Linked DNA regions of Rattus norvegicus: region 2 is linked to region 1. Evidence: chromatin contacts called from public Hi-C data. All regions are on one chromosome and are shown on one strand. Each heading gives the region's core, a stretch centred on a gene start, on an enhancer-like site or on the middle of the called end of the contact. The rest is flanking DNA. Distances are from core to core; before and after follow the strand shown. Region 1 overlaps Tcf7l1 (transcription factor 7 like 1). Region 2 overlaps Tcf7l1 (transcription factor 7 like 1).

The links. A called contact is a pair of places that touch in the nucleus more often than the background predicts.
Region 2: a contact with region 1 is called in a Hi-C map of liver, with 2.6 times the contacts expected there. The contact joins two enhancer-like sites. A contact is called at or near these places in 3 of 12 Hi-C or Micro-C datasets (kidney, liver and psoas muscle).

The regions. Positions count from the first base shown.
Region 1 is chr4:106,282,444-106,288,106 of GRCr8, reverse strand. The region is part of intron 3 of Tcf7l1 (transcription factor 7 like 1); the gene reads left to right. Among named protein-coding and RNA genes, the nearest start is that of Tgoln2, 56 kb to the right of the region's middle. Within about 2 kb of position 2,581, at least 5 of the 93 cell types and tissues checked have an H3K27ac peak or open chromatin away from gene starts, as enhancers often do. A contact at or near this core is called in liver, where this site is marked.
Region 2 is chr4:106,355,940-106,361,602 of GRCr8, reverse strand. All of the region lies in intron 3 of Tcf7l1 (transcription factor 7 like 1), which reads left to right. Among named protein-coding and RNA genes, the nearest start is that of Tcf7l1, 45 kb to the left of the region's middle. Within about 2 kb of position 3,367, at least 4 of the 93 cell types and tissues checked have an H3K27ac peak or open chromatin away from gene starts, as enhancers often do. A contact at or near this core is called in liver, where this site is marked.

The DNA.
Region 1 (5,663 bases), core at 1,332-3,831:
ACTTCCAAGCAGCCTAGCCTGCTGGGTGTGCCTGGCCAAATGAGAGACCCTGTCTCAAAAAAAACCAAAAAAAACAAAAACAAAAAAAGGCAGGGGACTAGAGAGATGGCCCAGAAGTTAAAAACACCTGCTGTTCTTGCAAAGGAGTCTGCCTCTGTTCCTAGCACCCATATCATGTCAGGCAGCTCACAACCTCTGGAACTCCAGTTCCTGGGGATATAATGCCCTCTTCTGGCTCCTGTGGCCACCAGGCATGCACACACAAGCAGTAAATATAAATAAACAATCTAACACACCTGAGGTAGTCACGGCCTGAGAAATGACACTGAAATCGATCTCTTGCCCCCAATGTAGGTGCACACACGTAAATACAGGGGGGTGGGAGGAAGAGAGAGAGACAGAGACCTCAGTACTCTGGAAGTGGAAGCATCAGGCAGATCTCTGTAAGCTTGAGGCCAGCCTGGTCTACATAGCAAAACCCTGTTCCTTCCTCCCCATCAAACAAACAAAAAGAAAGACATTTATTAAAACCTCTCTCTTAGCCTCGAATGCCTTTTCTGGCCATCCCAGCAACAGAGAATGGGGATACAAGGCCACCATGAGTGTCCAAGTGGCCACTCTGCTACTGGGAAACAGAAGGAAATTGTGTGGCTTCCTCACCCCAGGCCACCACTTTGCTCACGATAGCAACTATAGAGAGGTCTCTAGGTCTCCATTCAGCATAAGGCCACCTTTCCAGCACACCAAGACCCACAAGGCCACATGGAGCTATTGAGCTCATCCTGAACCCTATCTAGCTTGGATATCCATCAAGGCAGCCCAGATTCCATCGCTCAAGTTCTGTTCTGCCCTGAACTGTGTGGGTCACCCTTCTGCCCCCACAAGGACTGTCTAGGCAGACAGGACCCTGGATTCCTTCTCTGCTACGACCCACCAGCCATCCTGAGTTCAACACACTCAACTTCATTTCCTTTCTGCTCTTGAGTTTTCAATGATTCAGGATTGGGAAATGATTGTCCTGAGAATTTCTAGGCCATAACATATAGCATCTGACATTTAAAATCCTGCCTCTACCATATCAGGCCTTTGATAAATTAAAATTTCTGGACTCAGTTTCCTCATGTGAGATAACAGGAGTAGCAGTACTGTTAAGCTCCCTGGGCAAAGGGAGGGCAAACCATACTGATGCACTTGTTGCCTGGGATACGGACGGGCTTCTGCCATCATCCTAATAGGAGCCATACAGCGCACTGTGCTCCACAGACCAGCACACGGAATCCCTCCCTCAATGCAGCTGCACCCCGACATAAGTAATAGCCCCTCCCCTCTTTAGGAGCTCTGTTTTGGCCTTGTCCCCTTGGCACTGTGTTCCCCCAATGAGCTGCTGTGATGTTCTGAGACACAGATAGAAGCAGGGGTGGAGGAGACAGAAGATGTGCAGGACCAGGCTCTCTACCATCACCGCCACATCTCATGTGGAAATGAAAAACACAGGATAGTCTACCTTTGGGCCTTGCCTTTTGTGTCATAGGAAGGTTTATTTGCTGGGCTAGGAGTAAATATTTTCAACAGCTTGTTGGCTTGACTTACAACTTTTTTTTTCTTAAAGATTTATTTATTTTATGTATATGAATACACTGTAGCTGTTGTCTTCAGACACAGAAGAGGGCATCAGATCCCATGACAGATGGTTGTGAACCACCATGTGGTTGCTGGGATTTGAACTCAGGACCTCTGGAAAAGCAGTCAGTGCTCTTAACTGCTGAGCCATCTCTCCAGTATGTAAATATGTAGACATCCTCTCTCTCACCAGTAGATACCAATGGAGAACTCCCTTGCCCAGCAGTAACCACCTTGATGTCTCAGGCCAATGCCCGTGTCAGTAGTGACCTTTGGAATTGTATTTAGGAAAACAGTGCCATGGATCTTTTTAACTATTCAAAATGTCATTTATCCACATTGCTTCTAAGGCTGGAGAGACAGTTCACTCTACAGAGTGCTGCCTTGCAAACACGAAGACCCGAGTTTGAGCCCCCAAAACCTATGGCTTTTGTTTTTTTTGTTTGTTTTTGCTTGTTTTTTTTTTTTTTGTTTTGTTTTTTTTTAAGGTAGGTGTGGTGACACATGCTTGCAATCCCAGCACTGAGGAGGCAGGAATGAGTGGGTCCCTGAAACCTCCTGACCAGCCAGCCCGGCCTACCCTGTGAGCCTCAGGTTTAGTGAGAGACCTTGTCTCAGAAAACAAAGTGGGCAGCCCCTGACTATGAACAACCAAGGATGTCTTTTGCCCTGCACACACCCTTCCCCTCAAGAGGGAACACAGCAACAAAGGAAACACATGCACCAAGTCTAGCATAGAGCCCTTCCCTGTATGAGTTGTCACCTAGATTCAAAGTCTATCTCAAATCTCCTCAGCTACTCCAATTCTTAGTGACATACACCTATTGGGACAGATGCTTTGACCTCCTCACTAGATGAAGGCCACCTGCATAGCCATGTTGTCCTTCTGTCTTCCACAGCAGCCCTGTACAGTGTCCAACACAGTGGGTGTACCCTAAGTATTTGTGGAATGACAGGTCAGTGTATTACAAACTGATCGATATTCCTCTGGCCTGTGTTGATTTTCTGAAACTGCCCTGTTGATAATACCCTCCACCCTTCCGAGTGACCCTCAAGAAAATCAGGCAGCCAGCCCTTAACAGGCCAATAAAGCCAGCCTTCATTTTGATTATCTTTGGGCTAGGTTTGCTTGGGAATTTGTATCTGTAGAAAAAATCTTAGTGTTCACCGCTGTGAGGCAGATTTTTTGCATTCATTTATTCTTTTGGTGGTTTGGCCCCATAAAGCAGCGGGCTGGCCTGAGGGAAAAGCTGCCTGAAAGAATCTGAGTTTGTCTTTAGTGGTAGAAATTAAACAACTTCTCCAGGCCGTGCCCTCAAACTTCAGCCCGGTTTACTATTGAAAATTGTGTCTCAAGGGGTACAGAGAGGCGTGGGATAATAGAGGCTGAAAAATGTTTGAGATTTGGACATTTTGTTTTCTTTTTCCCTTGGAGAATAATCTTTTGGGAAAAACTTGGATGAAGACCCTTAGCGCCATACAACTTTTTTTTTTCAAGTTCAGTTCAAGTCCCAAGTCATAGCTCGATTCATTTCTGTGAACAATAGACAGAGAAGTACCCATGGAGAGTCCAAAAGGCTGAACGAACTGCAGGAACAGGAGGGCAGGGTCCATCCGCTGAGTGTCCCGTACACTGCGTGAGCTCCCCAGAAGTTCCCAGTCACTCAGGAAGCCTTCAGATGGTGGCGGCTGAAACACCGGGCATTGCATATGTTTCCAGAGAAAGTCTGTGGAAACTTCCAAGAGATGTCCAGTGTCTCCCTAAGACTCTTCTCTAGGGTCTGCATCAAATTAAAGGACGGTCTCATTCCTCTATCTCCAAGACTGCGAAGTCGAGAAGCAGCTGGAACTAGGGCATGCTTGGAGGCCAGGCCCTGTAAACTACCCAGTACTCATTCAGGCCAAGCTGCCCCAGTCATAAAGTGGCAGTAACATAAGAATTGCTGATGGGAGGGGGAGATGTCGCAGTCAGGAAAGCCCTGACTATGCAAGCATAAGGGGCTTGCACTGTGATCTCAGCATGGCGGCTGGCAGGAGGGTAGAGATAAGATCCCAGAGGCTTGCTGGCCTGGCAGTGCAGCCCAGGTGATGATGCATGCTCACTGAGAGACACTGTCTCAAAAAGGTAAGGCGATGGGCAGAGTTGCCACTCCCATTTTACTGGTTATGAACTAGAATATTTTTCGTTTGTTCGTTTGGATGTTTTGTCTGTCGTGTATGTCTGTGTATCACATGCGTACCCCACCTGAAGGTGTTAGTCAAGCTCCCCTGAAACTGGAGCTACAGACGGTTAGGAGCCACTGTGAGGATGCTGGAAACCAAACCTGGGTTCTCTAGAAGAGAACCCAGTGCTCGTCTTTCCACCCCTGATGGACTAGCATTTAAACGAAAGCAATACTGATGTTTTAAATTCATCATCTAGGGGTTGGGGATTTAGCTCAGTGGTAGAGCGCTTGCCTAGCAAGCACAAGGCCCTGGGTTCGGTCCCCAGCTCCGGAAAAAAAAAAAATTCATCATCTAAAGAGGCCCTGTGGCTAGGCGTGTTGACACTTGCCTTTAATGTCAGAAGTAGGGGCAGGCAGATCTCTGTGAATTTTGGGCCAGCCTGGTTGGTCATCACAAGATGGTCCATGACAGTCTGGGTTACATAATGAGACCCTGTCTCTAAACAACACACTTCCTGGTGTGGGGGTGGGGGGTTGAGATGAGACCTGGCCATTTATTGACACCCATGTGAAAGATGTTTTGGTGACCTTAACGAACATATGATAAGGATTTTTCAAAGCTCCAAACTTCCCCACCCTTCAGGGAGAGCAGCATGGCTCCAGTCCCTTCTGGGTCATGAAACACCAAAGAGATGCTCAACTCTCCTACGAGGAGGAGTTCCAAGGATCCTCCAGGATCTTCCTACACTGCTAAGCACTGGCTCTTCTGCGGCATGGTGTCTGCTCATGACAGGACTTGTGCACCTCCTCTGAAACCCTACCCCACTACCTGTCAGTAACCTTTGTGCCATCTCTAGTGAGTAATCCCCTTGGGGCAGCGGAATGGATGCTAAAGCATTAGGGTAATTACTTACTACTTCCAGAATGCTGGCTCATATGTGAACATGTGGTATGTCAAAGCCCAAGCAATCAAAATTATTTCCAATGATATTAATAAAATGGTTTAAGTTCCTACAGCCCATCTTACAAATACACTATGGAAGAATGCTTCAGGCCTGTATCTAAACCTCTGACTCCATGCCTCCTGGGGACATGGTGGCAAACACATTCAATCCCAACACTTGGAAGCAGGAGGACCTTGTCTACATACGGAATTCCAGAACAGTCATGGCTATATAGAAAGCTCCCTCCACCCCACTCCCCAAAAAAGAGGAAAAAAAAAGGTATTTTGGGTGGAGTTGTGGTTATCAACCACGTGAGCTCTGGGATCCAACGTGCCAAAGACCTGCTGTCAGAAGTTCCCTGGATGCTGAAGTGGAGGAGTGCTCCGTGAAGTAGATGCTGTGGACAGTTCTGCCAGCACTTGTGTGTCTTGACAGAGGTTGTCAGGACAGGAAGGCATGCTTTAACTATAACCCAAAGCCAGCCTAAGCTACGAGAGTAGTGGAAGTGGATATTGTCATAGCCAAAAAGAACAGGATGTAGGCTTTAGGGCTTCCTCTCGTGAGGAATTCCCTTTCGTCCCTGGGGCTCTGACAAGCCAAGTGGAATAAGGGGGAAAGCATCTGCAGGGTGCAGAGGCTGCCAGCTTGGAAGGAAGAGCTTCTGGACCAAGGTAAAGGGGGAGGTGGTTCCCAGAGTCTTATTAACGACTCGTAACAGATCTAGGTTTGAAGTCCCCCAGGAAGACTTGTGATCAGGATATTGCCAAAAAGAAAGATATCCAGCCACATGGGGGAATGAACCATGATCTAATTAGGGACTCCTGAGAGCTCCAGGATCTATTGAGAAACCTGGAAGTAATCGGAGAACAGAAGTATGGGCTGTGGTTGGTGCCTAGCGCCATCTCTGAGTAAGTTGTCTGTCTGATTACTGTGG
Region 2 (5,663 bases), core at 2,118-4,617, 73 kb before region 1:
TCATATTAGATTTCAACTGAGGAATTTGGGGGTAAGAGCATGAACATTCAGCCCATAATTCTTAATGTGTTTACCATATGGTTAATTTGTCTTGTTTGTGTGAGACTGGGTCTCACTGTGTAGATCTTGCTGTTCTGGAATTCACTCTGTAAACTATAGTGTAGACCATAGATGTAGCTGGCTTTGAACTCACAGGCGTCTGTCTGCCTCTATCTCCTGAGTGCTTGGATTCAAGTGGGGAGGGGTGTCCACCATACCTCGCTTTACTTAAGTTTTTAAAATATAAAATCAATGTCTATCACATTCTGTAAAAAAGGAAAAGATGATTAACCTACTGTCCAACAAACCCACTTTTGCTTTGTTTGTGGTACTGGGGATTGGACACAGGTCCTCCTACATGTTTACCAAGCAGAGTGCCACTGAGCAACACTACTAGCCTTACATTTTATTCAGGTGTGTGTCTGTGTGTGTCTGTGTGTCTGGGTGTGTGTGTCTGTGTGTGTGTCTGCGTGTGTGTGTCTCTGTGTGTGTGTGTCTGTGTGTGTGTCTGGGTGTGTGTGTCTGTGTGTGTGTGTGTCTGTGTGTGTGTCTGGGTGTGTGTGTCTGGGTGTGTGTGTCTGGGTGTGTGTGTCTGCGTGTGTGTGTCTGTGTGTGTGTGTCTGTGTGTGTGTCTGTGTGTGTGTCTGCGTGTGTGTCTGTGTGTGTGTCTGCGTGTGTGTGTCTGTGTGTGTGTGTCTGTGTGTGTGTCTGGGTGTGTGTGTGTGTCTGTCTGTCTGTGTATAGGTCAGAGGTCAGCCGTGTTCTCAGTGCCTTTATCCACTGAGCCATCTCTTTGACCCTCTCCCTTGTGAAACAGAGCACCAGTAACTTGTTCAAATGGGCTGTGCATTATTCTGTAGCCCAAGCTGGCCTTGAATATGTAATCCCCCTGCCTTAGCCTCCTGAGTAATTGGGATTATTAGCAGGTCAGACCCCAAATCCACTTTCATTGAATACTTCCTTTGTCTATACTCTGACCCATCCATATCTTGTATAGTTATTATGAGAGAATATGTACAAGTTTGGGGTGGTTTCCCCTCTCTGGTAGTCATAATAGTTTCTACCATCAGTCTAGGCACTGGGGGTGAAGACTGAAGAATATGGACGCCCTGTAGCTACAGTGCGCATTAGGAGAGCAGCAATCAGTTGTGTGGGAAGTACAGACTGCCATTCATATTTTAACCAGTGGCACAGACTAGGGTCCACCCCTCAGAAAAAGCAGGGGGCACGAAGTGTCCTGAGGTAGGACCAGGTTCAGGGGCCCCAGAAACATCTCCATACGCCAGACAAAATGCTGTTCATTGTGGGAAGGACGGCGATTTTACTGCTTCAGAAGGGATTCAGGAAAACCGAAACAGCATTTTGGGTGTTTGTTTTGTTTTGTTTTGTTTTGTTTTGTTTTGTCTTGTCTTTTGAAGACAGGTTTTTTTCCTGTGGTGTCTTGGCTCTTCTGGAACTCACCCTGTAGACCAGGCTAGCTTCAATCTCAGGGATCTGTCTGCCTCTGCCTCATGAATTCTGGGACTAAAAGGCGTACGCCACCACCTCCTGGCTTAAAACAACATCTTTACATCCTTTCTAGAACTTCCTGTCTTTTCACCTAATGTTGGGGGGCTGTTCTTTTAGCTTCCTCTCCTGGTAGCCAGTGCAGTTTGTTTTGTGAGCCGTTTCCTTCCTCCCCACACACCACCACCAATCAGTCTTGCTGTTGGCAGAGGCATTAGTTCACGCATCTCTTTGCTCCCTGCTCTCTCCCCACAAGTTGCTGTGGAATCCTTCCTGTGTGCTGGTTTCCCGAAGGGGCTGGGCTTGGAGGGGGGAAGGGACTGTTGTGTGGGGGATCGTGAAGCCAGTCTCGGAATCCACGAACGTTCTCCTCCCTTCCAGGGGGCTTTCTTTTTAGCATTAGCACTTTTTAGACAGTTTTTAAAAGATTTATTTTTTATGTTTAATGCCAAGATTTATTTTTATTTCTAATGTGTGCATGTGTGTGAGTGGGCACTTACTTGCGTGTGAAGGAAGAGACCAGGGGACAGTGCTGGATTCCCCAGGGCTGGAATTACAGGCCGTTGCGAGCTGCCCAATGTGGATGTTGAAAACCAAACTTGGGTCTTCTTTAAGAGCAGCAAGTACTATTAACTGCTGAGCTGTCTCTCCAGCCTTCGGATGTTTGTCCATTTGATAGACATGAAAACTGAGACCTGCCACTGTTTTCATGCCTAATCACCTCCAGGATCTGAGGCCAATGTGGCATTCACTGGTCCCCTGGCTTCCTGGTGTTTGATACACATCCTGTCTAGTTTTCAGAACCGTCGAGCTGGTTGTGTTAGGGTCACTCTGTAGCTTCAGCTGGCCCCACTGTCAGTGAGTTCAAGCCCCCTAAGTGTTTGATTCTAAAAGTCTTAGGATGTGAACATAAGAATTTAAAATCTTTTCTAGAAATCACGTGTTTATTTATTTGTGTGTGTGTGGCAGGGGGCGTGCACCATGGCATCCATTCACGGTCAGAGGACAACTTTCAGAAGTTGGTTCTGTCCTTCCACCTTGTGGGTCCTGACTCAGGTTGTCAGGTATCTTCCTCTGCTGAGTCATCTCGTTGGTCTGCCTTTCCCTGCTTCCTTGCTTCCTTGCTTCCTTTCTTCCTTCCTTCCTTTCTTCCCTCCTTCTTTCCTTCCTTCTTTCCTTCCTGTTGTAGAAGCCAGAGGTCAACATGTTCCTCAAACACGGTTCTTCACCTTATCATTGAGACAGGGCCTATCAATGAATCCCCTGCCCACTGATTGGCTGGGTTGATTGGCCAGTGATCTCTGGGAATCTACCTACTCCTACCTCATCCAGTGTATTTTCTACACGAGTGCTTGCGATCCGAAGCCAGGTCGGTCCCCTTGCTTGCGTAACAGTCACTTTACCAATGGAGCCATTTCTCCAGCTCCACTCCAACACTTTTTGAGGCAGGATCCCACTAAGCCAGCTCCTGGCTGGCCTGGAAATCACTATACAGACCGGATCAGGCTGGCCTCACACTTGTGGTCACCCTCCTTTTTCTGCTTCCCGGATGCTGGGATGAGAGGGGGTGGAACTAACTCTTTCTTGGTGCTGCTGCTGCTGCTGGCCAGAATTAATAAACCTCTGCCCTGTCATATCTTTCAGATTCTCCCTCCCCCCACCCCTGCCCCCTCACTTAAAAAAAGAAAAAAGAACAGAATAAATAAGACTGGCATCAAGCCCTGTGTCTAATAGGAACTTTCTTTGCAGTGTGGAGCAGTTAAGTGATGCTGGCTAACTGCCCCCTTACTCTCCTGATGTGCAGCCCTTTCTCCAGAGGCTGAAAGGCTGGCTCCCTTACCTGGCAGTGCAGGAGTTCGTTGAGAGCCTGTGGGCTGGTGAGAGTCCTGCCATAGGGTTGGTTTGCCTCCTTTTAGCTGTGGAATGTGCTGAGCTAAGTGTTTTCCACGGCAAACACATTAAAAAAGATTTCTCATCCTTTTCTGAAAGAAAGGGGGGGGATGTCTTCTGTCTGCAGTCAAAACTTGTTAGATGTCCCAAACCTCTAGTCACGCTCTGTCCTTTGAACCCATTCTCTCTGGTGACTTTCTCTGCTCCTAAAGATCTCTGGAGTTAATTTTTAATGGCTGCATGTGTGGGGTGAGTCTGGCTATCCTGCGTGGGTGTTACCACCCAGAACATGGCTCAGCAAAGTCCTGGGAACTGCTCCAGGGCTGAGTAGGCAGGAGGGACAGAAAGACATCAGTTGGGGAGAAAATCAAGGACCCCCACCCCTTTGAGAGAGGGGACAGAAGTGTGGGTTGTACCCTGAAGCTTCTGACTTGCAAAATGCTCTGTGGTTGACTTTGGGGTAGCAATGTGATAGCTGAGGACCCAGCTGCCTGTCGGGTGTGCCCATTTGCTCTGGTAGGACAGAACCAACCTATTATATATGTGGGAATCCACCCACGATTTCTCGTGTATTTGTGTAAGAACATGTTCATGTGTATGTAGATTCACACGTGTGTGTAGATCCATGCAGAAGTCGGGGTGTATTTTCAGTTGCCACATACCCTTAAGTTTTCTTGTGAGTATTTGTATGGGTGTGTGTACCTGTATGTGGATGCACATGTTTGTTGAGGCTGAGGTCAAGGCCTTCCTTGAGCACGCTCCACCTTTGTATTAAGGCACAGTCTTCCAGTGGAACCCAGACCCTAGAGCTTGGTCATGTGGCTAGTCTAGCTGGCAGCTCACTCTAGAGACCTCAAGCTGGAATAACAGGTGGGCGGCCACATCTGCCCAGCATTTAGGAGGGTCTGGGGATGCAGACTCCCATCCTTATACCTGTTGCTTGCTTGGAAGACAGAGAAAGCACTGTAACCGAGCCATCTCTCCAGTCCCTACTGTCCTCTTTTTGGAGCTAGGGCCTCCCACTCACTGGTCTGTAGGCTTGTCTGGCCAGCAACTACCACAGATCCTTTTGTGTTCCTCTCTCCACTGCTGGAATTACAACCCTACCCTACCCTACGCACACACACACACACACACACACACACACACACACACACACACACACACACACGCACGCACGCACGCACACACGCACACACGCACGCACCCATTTTTAAAGGTTTATTTTTATTATTTTTGCATTATGTGGGTAGGGAATGTGAGTGCATGGGTGCCTGTGGAAGCCAGAAGAGGGCGCCCGACCCCTGGACCTGGAGTTATATGTAGCTGCAGGTACGCAACTCGGGTGCTGAGAACTAAACTTGGGTCCTCTGGCAGAGCCAGATTTGCTCTTTAATGATGATGCCTCTCTCCAGGTCCAAGAGCTGGCTTTTTAACAATGTCAGTTCTAGGGGTCAGACTCATCCTCAGGCTTGAAAAGCAAGCACTTTATAGACTGGGCGGGCTCCCTGGCCTCATGCACAGATTTCTAGTAACTCATCTGATCAAATCTTTTCGAGTCACATTGAAACCTCGAATGATATTCTATACCTCCTGGCTCCCAGTAGTCTCGCCCTTCCTGCTCCTGGTGGCCTCCAAAGCAAGTAACAGCTGACCTGTGGTGTGCTTCCTGTGTTCCAAGCATGGCTTCAAGTATCTATCTGCCCCTTCATGTACAGCTGGCTTCAAAGGGTTGGCCCCACTTCAAAGATGGAAAAACTGAGATGTCGTGAGGTCACATGATTTGTTCAACATCATATAGTCAGCAAACAACAAGAAGCCAATGGCTTCCTCACTGCCAGCACTGAACATGAACGAGTCCCAGCCTCAGGCTGAGAAGAGCACTTGACAGTGGCCCCTTGTCCGGGCATCTTGCATAGCTTTGCCTAAGGCCTCAACTGCTTCTCCTCTACAATTTCTAAGGGAGGCTTTGGGTGGTTTCAGGTTCCATAGACCTCAGGGCCCAGCTGCCCTGTGGCTCTGCCTGGCAGTGATTTTGGTGGGGCTAGAGAAGAGCCTTCCCTAAGAGGAGGTTCCTGGACACTGACAGAGTGGGCTGCGCAGTTTGAATGCTATGCAAAAGCATTTCTGCCTGGTCTGGTGAGTGGCCAAACACTAGGTGTAAATGGATAAACCGTAAACCACCCCAGAGAAATCTAGATGTGGTGACTCGTACCTGCAATCTGAGC